Linked DNA regions of Sus scrofa: region 2 is linked to region 1. The links are chromatin contacts, called in public promoter capture Hi-C maps. All regions are on one chromosome and are shown on one strand. Each heading gives the region's core, a stretch centred on a gene start, on an enhancer-like site or on the middle of the called end of the contact. The rest is flanking DNA. Distances are from core to core; before and after follow the strand shown.

Evidence for each region. Promoter capture Hi-C pulls out the DNA fragments that hold promoters and counts their contacts.
Region 2: a promoter capture Hi-C map of liver shows a contact between it and region 1, with 7 times the contacts expected there. The contact joins the promoter of FADS1 here to the enhancer-like site in region 1. A contact is called at or near these places in 1 of 5 promoter capture datasets (liver) and 7 of 47 Hi-C or Micro-C datasets (embryonic fibroblasts, epiblast stem cells, fetal liver and 2 more).

The regions. Positions count from the first base shown.
Region 1 is chr2:9,688,865-9,692,629 of Sscrofa11.1, forward strand. No RefSeq gene overlaps it. Among named protein-coding and RNA genes, the nearest start is that of FADS2, 24 kb to the left of the region's middle. Within about 2 kb of position 2,422, at least 6 of the 83 cell types and tissues checked have an H3K27ac peak or open chromatin away from gene starts, as enhancers often do. A contact at or near this core is called in fetal liver and liver, where this site is marked.
Region 2 is chr2:9,733,024-9,736,818 of Sscrofa11.1, forward strand. FADS1 (fatty acid desaturase 1) reads left to right here and starts at 2,402. Exons shown (of 12, transcript NM_001113041.1): 1 at 2,402-2,581. The coding sequence starts at 2,402.

The DNA of each region.
Region 1 (3,765 bases), core at 1,172-3,671:
AAAAAATCTTGCTTTCTCTACATATAAACACAGAGATATAGGAGTTTCCTGGTGGCTCAGCTGGTTAAGGATCTGGCATTATCACTGCTGTGGCTTGGGTCGCTGCTGTGGCTCAGGTTCGATCCCTAGCCCAGGAACTTCTGCTTGCTGTTTGTGTGGCCAAAACAAAACAAAAAATTTTTTAAACCCATAACAACACACAGATACATATGATAAAGTAAAGAGTCGTCTATGGGATTAAACTTAAAAAAAAAAAGGCTCCGTAGGGGCATGAGAATGAAAAATGTGTTTATACGCGCTGACCGAGAAGGCCCAAGTCCTACCATTACGTAGACACAATAAGCCAGTGGGAGCCACTTATATTCACTTAAATCCAGGTTACGTTGTTGTAGTAACGACAAACCCCAAACTCCTGAGCACCCGGCAAATAGCCCTTTTCTGTTCCCACCCAACCCCACCGCTCTTCAGCAGCAGGCTGGCCTCTTGGGAAGCCCTGATTTAACCACTTGTCACTCCTTGGCTCACTGTGACCTCTGAGCTGGCAAGAGAAGCTACCCACTCACCCCGGGCACTGCATGAGATGATCTGAGAGGTCTGGTGTAGACAGTCGCGTTAAGAAGACAAGTCCCCCTTTTAGATCGGCTTCGGGACAAAAGCTTCTTCTCCCACCCCAGCAGGGTTCCCGGTGGCTCCCAGGTCCCACTCCCGCCCTGCTCCACTCAGCGTGTGCCGTCTGCAAAAATACACCTGTCATGCCCCCTGCTTGAAACCTTTGCCAGTGCCCTTGGAATAGTTCTAACTCCTCGATCCAAGACTGCTTTCTGAGTCTGAAAAGTCAAGTTCTTTTCTCTTTCATGGCCTTTGCCCAAACTGCTGTCTTTGCTCCCAGATTTTCCTCCTCTCCCCCTGCCCCTGTCTGTTTCCAAAGTCATACCTCAGAGGAGTTTTCCCCTAACCATCACCACCACCACTTCCGGCTACACCTTCACCTCTTCTGCCCTTTATCTTTCGTAGCAGCTGTTCCTCTTTGTTTACTGGCTCATTGCCTTACTTCCCAATAGACTGGAAAATTCCTGAGGGCAGGGACCAGGAACTTTTGCCCACACCTGCGTACCCTATTCTTAGCAGAGTGCCTGGCGCGCAATAGGCTTTGGGGGTCATTTGCTACGTGAGGAAAGGCAGGCACGGTCGAACACCTCCCTGTAAGAAGGAGCAGGCTGGCATGAATACACATGCAAATGACCCCGCACTGAAAGACTGTCTCCTTACCCACATTCGAGCCCGGCACTGCTATTAAGGATCGGAGCGGGCAGGTGACAAGAAGGGGCTGAAGCCAGAGAGGATGCTGCCCCATATTCTCCGAGGGATAGGACCCAGGTGACCCTGGGGAATGTCACTTCGTTGCTCGGCCACAAAGCCTATTGATAATTAATCCAGGAGATAAAAGTCAAACTCTTGCCTCCTCCCTGGAGACCGGGTCAATGAGCTGATAGGAAGGGTGATTCCTTTTCTGCCTGATTCAGTGAACATGTCCCCAAGGCTGGAGAAGAGGGAAGAGGAGGCTGTGTCACCATGCCGTAGCACGGGATGGAACCAACACCCTCATGGACCCTAGGCTGATGGAAACACAGGAGCTACTCATCACATGTGGCTACTAAGCGCTTGAAATGTAGCTAATGTGACTGAGGATCGGCATCTTTAATTTTACTTAATTTTAACTAAATTTAAATAACTACGTGGGGTTGGTGACTACTGTATTGGGCGGTGTAGGTCTAGACATCTAGGAGTAAGGAAAACATCAAAAATAAATGAATGGGGAGCTCCCGTTGTGGATCAACGGTTAACGAATTCCACTAGGAACCATGAGGTTGCGGGTTCGGTCCCTGGCCTCGCTCAGTGGGTTAACGATCTGGCATTGCCGTGAGCTGTGGTGTACGTTGCAGACGCGGCTCGGATCCTGCGTTGCTGTGGCTCTGGCATAGGCCAGTGGCTACAGCTCCGATTCGACCCCTAGCCTGGGAACCTCCATATGCCGCAGGTGCAGCCCTAGAAAAGACAAAAAGATAAAAGAAAAAAAAAAAAAAAAAAAAAAGAGAGAGAGAGAGATTCTTTAAAAAGTTAAATATGGAGTTCCTGCTGTGATGCAGTAGGTTAATGATCCAGCTTGTCTCTGTGGAGGTTTAATCCCCAGCCTGGTGCAGTGGGTTAAGGATCTGGCGTTCTTGCACCTGTGGCATAGGTCAGTATTGATCTCTGGCTCAGGAACTTCCATATGACTTGGGGGCAGCCAAAAAAAAAAGCAAGCCCTGACTCTACCAGAACCAGAATGATTTTTCCGCTGCCTCTGGTATTTTCCAGCTTCCAGGCTGCTTATGCACTATTCTGTCCAAATGACTCAGGAGTCACTGTGGGTGAGAATGGGAGAGTAGGAGGGGCCAGGGCCAGGATCTGTACTCGCTCTTTGACACTGGGTGTTGTATTTCACTCCCCGAGCCTGTTCCTACCTCTAAAAAAAATAAATAAATAAACATAAGACATAACCAACAAGGACCTACTGTAAAGCACAGGGAACTATATTAAATATCTTCTAATAACCCATAGTGGAAAAGAATCTGAAAAAAGAATATATGTACATGCACACACACACACACACACACACACACACACACACACACAACTAAACTGGAGTTCCTGCTGTGGCTCAGTGACAACAAACCCGACTCGTATCCATGAGAATGCGGGTTCCATCCCTGGCCTCGCTCAATGAGTTAATGATCCAGCATGGCCATAAGCTGCAAGGTAGGTCACAGACTCGCCTTGGATCCCGTGTTACTGTGGCTGTGGTGTAAGCTGGCAGCTGCAGCTCTAATTTGACCCCTAGTCTGGGAACTTCCGTATGCTGCAGGTGCAGCCCTTAAAAAAAAAGCAATTAATTAGTGAAATGACTTTGCTGTACACTTGAAACTAACAGAACATTGTAAAAAAACTATATGTCAGTTAAAAAAAATTTTTTTTAAGTTAAACATAGAATTCCCATATGGTCCAGCAATTCACTCCTAGGTATATGTCCCAAATAATTGAAAATAGGTATTCAAACAAATACTGGTACAGGAATATTCAGAGCACTAGGGCTTTGGGGGGCGGCCAGGGGACGACAATGGGCAGGAAGACCCTCTTCGATTCTGGAAGTTTCCTAGATAAACAAGGTTGTATTTGGCCTTGGAAAGACAAAATGTCAAAGTCCTCTGGACACAGATGCTTCTTGGTTGACTCTTTCAGAGCCAACAACCAGGCCTTGGCTGGGCTGTCTCTTGTCTCCATGGTACCCACCTGTGTTCTCGACCAGGCCAGTGGTGGTTGATTCTGCTGAGAGGCCCCAGGCTGCTGTCAGATCTGGACCGTTTCCTGTGGCTCGAAATGCAAAGCTGCAGACAGAGCAAGCGTATCGGTTCTCCCAAGGTCGCTGGGGTCCAGGAGGACAACACAGAGGGCGGCCGAATGATGCCAGGGAAACAAACACAATCTTTGACCTGAGATGTCCCTCGCATCCCTGGGCATGAACCCTGTATCTGGGCCTTTGTCCCTGCCCTTACCTGGCACAGAAAGTGCCAACCTGGAAAGAGCACCTCCTGGCCCCACTGTTTGCTTGTCTGAGTGTTCCCTCAATTTACCTCGTGGCACTAAAGGGATTGAGGGTTCCTGAGGTAAGGTGTGACAGATTTCCCATCTCTGGGGACATCTCCCTTCTACTTCGGGGCACAGAGC
Region 2 (3,795 bases), core at 1,152-3,651, 44 kb after region 1:
TCCAGCGGTGCAATGTAGGTCACAGACGAGGCTTGGACTCCAAGTCACTGTGGCTGTGGTGGCTACAGCTCCAACTTGACCCCTAGCCTAGGAACTTCCATATGCCGCGGGTGCAGCCCTAAAAAGACTAAATAAATAAAGTTTTTAGAGGTTGCCCGGCTAGCACAGTCGGTAGAGCATGAGACTCTTAAAACGTATAATATTTTACTTATATGTACAAAGACTCCTTTTGAGTCACAAGGGTAAATTCCAGCCCCAGATGTCCTATTTTTACTTTTTATTTATTTTTTATTTTTTGTCTTCTTCTAGGGCCGGTCCCAGAGATGTCCTATTTTTAGATGTATGGCTCTCTCTCTCTTTGGATCTCAGTCACCCTATCTGTAAAACAGCAGGTTTAATACACTGGTCTGTAATGAGTCTATACCACAGTAAGTAGACAGCTGCATTAAGGAAATCCCATAAGTCCATCCTCCATGAGCCCCTTGCTCCCCACCTCCTGTGTTATACACTGCTAAATTGTTGGGAAAAGTCTTTTTTTTTTTTTGGCTGCACCCAGGGCATATGAAAGTTCTGGGACCAGGGACTGAACCTGCACCACAGCAGCCACCCAAGCTGCTGCAGTGACAATGCCAGGTCCTTAACCAGTGCACTACAAGAGAACTCCCAAAGTCTTTTTTTAAATGGAAATTTGGCCTGCACAGGGGCAGCTGCATGGACCATCACTTCCGAGCAAGGTGCAGTGGCCTGGCATCTTAACTGGAAGCCAGGCCATCTGGGTTTCCCCGTGGGAACTTGGAAAGTCCCTTCCCCATTCTGAACCTCAATTTTCTTAACTCAAAAAATGAGGGATTTGGGTTGGAGGAAGGTCCTTTTCTACCAGATATCTAGCCATACTTCTAGTTTCCTGACCCCAAGGGGCAAAGACTAGCTCAGTGCACAGGATAAAGTTTGGCCTCCTTTCCCTTGGCTGCGCAATTCCACTAGTACAATCAGAGGAGAGACAGCAGAGCTAAGCAATCAGAGCACAGATCAGTTCTAATCTCCGTCCTGCCACTTACTGGCTGTGTGACAAAAATACTTAACCTCTCAGCAGTTCAATTTCTCCATCTGTAAGTGAGGTCCTTACCTCATAGGATTGTTATGAAAATTACATGTTTGCAAAACACTAAAAACAAGGCCAGGCACATAGTAAGTGCTTTGTAAAGGGTTTGCTGAATAAATAAAATTTTGCATGTAAACTGAGTCTCTTTGCAAAGGCAACAGTTTCTTGACTGTCCCCCAGCCTCTGTGTGCTTCCTCATCCCTTCCTAAAATTCAGAGCTCTGAGCCCTGATCTCTCTACTTCAAGGTCTCCTATGGCTCCCAGGTGCCTCCAGGATGGAGTGGCGATGCCTCAGCTAGAAGACCCAGGTTCTTCACACAGGGCTTCCCAGAGGTCTGGAGATGCGGGGCCACTTTCTTTTATTTAAGAATCTCAGTTAATTGAAAAAAGAACAGAAATAAAACACCAACAAGCAATAAAAGGCAAATAGGAAAATTGCGGGGCATTTTAAATGTTACACTGAGCAAAGTAAAGCATTAACCACCCCCGCCCCACCCCCAATAAACCATAATTCTGCTTTACAAGATAACTGCCAAGGGTTCTCTGACTGTTAATTCCAGCCGCACAATTGGTAGAGTGGCATGGCGAGGAAGCGGGAGTTCATCAGGTGGCTCTCAGGCAGGTGGGCGTCTGGAGACTGGCGGGGGGGTGGGGAGCAGCCCAAAGACCAGGCCCCTAGGACAGCCTCCTGTCCACCACGCCGTCACTGAAGCCTCCAACCTCGAACCTCGCGAGGCTGGCAGGCTTCCCCGGCCGCCAGGCGGGCCCTGCGCCCACCCACTCGGCTCGGCCTCTGCCCCTCGCCGCAGGCGGAGCCCACGCCTACCCTGGAAGCCCAGGGCGCCCCCGCACTGGGTGCCGCCTGGCCCGCTCCCAAGAGCCTCCACAGGAACCGTTATTCCGCCCGCGACGCCCCCTGGGAGCAAAAGTCGCCAAGTCGGGAAACAGGATCCCTCTGCGCCCCCGGCTGCGGGCCCGCGAGGTGGCGCGCGCCCCCGTTCAACGCCAGCCTAACCCGACCCTCCGGCCGCGGCCGCCGGCGCGGGGCCGGCGGAGGGCGGGGACTCGCTCCCCGCGCCACGCGGCTGGACCAATAGGAACGCGCGCAGCGGGGCTCAGCTCCCACCGCCTTGGTTGCTGAAAAGCCGGCGCGCGGACCGCGGGCTCAGGGTGCGCGCCAGCGGACCGGCTCCCCGAGCACGCGAGGCCGGCGCGCGCTGCCCCGCGTGTCCCGTGCGCGCTCCTGACCGCCCCAGCCCGGCTGGCGCGCGGCATCTCCTGGCCCCAATGGCCCCTGAGAACCCGGTCCAGGGGTCGACCCCGCGCTTCTTCACCTGGGAGGAGGTGGCGCAGCGCACGGGAAGAGGCAAAGAACAGTGGCTCGTGATTGACCGGAAGGTGTACAACGTCACCAAGTTCACCCGCCGGCACCCCGGGGGCTCCCGGGTCATCAGCCACTACGCGGGGCAGGATGCTACGGTGAGCGCTGCCAGACCTGGGCATGGGAGGAGGCAGGGTCCGGCGCCCGGGGCCGGACACTCGGTGCGCGAGACAAGAAGTTTGGCAGTCAAGGCCGAACACTCACTAATTCCAGGAAAAGCCGGGAGGCGCTGGAGCGTACCTGTTGCTAATTGATGGGGTGTGCTGCGGGCATGGGATGCAAGGGCAGGAGTGAGCCTGCGAAAAGTGGAGTATGGAGTCTGGGGAGTGGGAATGGAGGCCGGCAACGTGCATACCAAACAAAGGGCTGAGCCTCGGGTCGGTACGCTCACTATGTGGCCCCCGAGTCTGCGGTTTTGAGGCGTGGGCAGGCCCCGGAGCTGGGCTGGGGTGGGATGGGGCGGGGAGGCGGGACCCCGGGGCCTCCTGTACCGCCGAGACCGAAGGAGGAGGGGTCAACGGCAAAGGGAGGGATTTTTTTTTAAGTCTTTTTAAGGCCGCACTGGTAGCAGATGGAGATTCCCAGGCTAGGGGTCGAATCGGAGCTGTAGCCGCTGGCCATAGCAACACCAGATCCTAGCCGTCTGTGACCTACACCACAGCTCAGGGCAACGCTGGATCCTTAACCCACTGAGCAAGGTCAGGCAGGGATCGAACCTGCGTCCTCATGGATGCCAGTCAGATTCGTTTCCGCTGAGCCAGGATGGGAACTCTGAAGAGAGGGATTCCTGACCTGGCTTGGTGGCTGGGAGGGGGCCGCAGCCGCGTCTGGAACGAGTGTGCCCGACAACACTAGCGAGCAGGACAAAGAACAAGGGAACCGCTCTGAGAGACACAGCTGAGATGGGAAGCCACCTGGCACTCACTGGGTGAAGACGAGAGGGTGGGTGGGGAGGGGGCCACTGGCCGGAAAGGGCTAGTGCCTGCTCGTGCACAGGAAGGAATGAGAGCAGCGGGCTGAAAATGGGGGCCTGCATTAGTGTACACTTGAGCGAGGAGCCCCGGATTGGTCCTGGAATTCTGTGGGGAGGTCACTCAGTTTCAGGCCACCAGGGTCTCCAGCTATTCGTGGCAGCGGACAGCTGAATGCATTCCTGGGCCGGAGGCTCAGTGCGGGGTCCGCATCCTGCCTCACTGGGCCAGCGCACACCCCAGACGGCATTCTACTTCCCTCTCTAGACAACCTGTTCTCAGAACTAAAGCGCCTAGCATCTCCCTTCTGGGTTGGAGAACTTGGGACCCAAAGGTTGGAG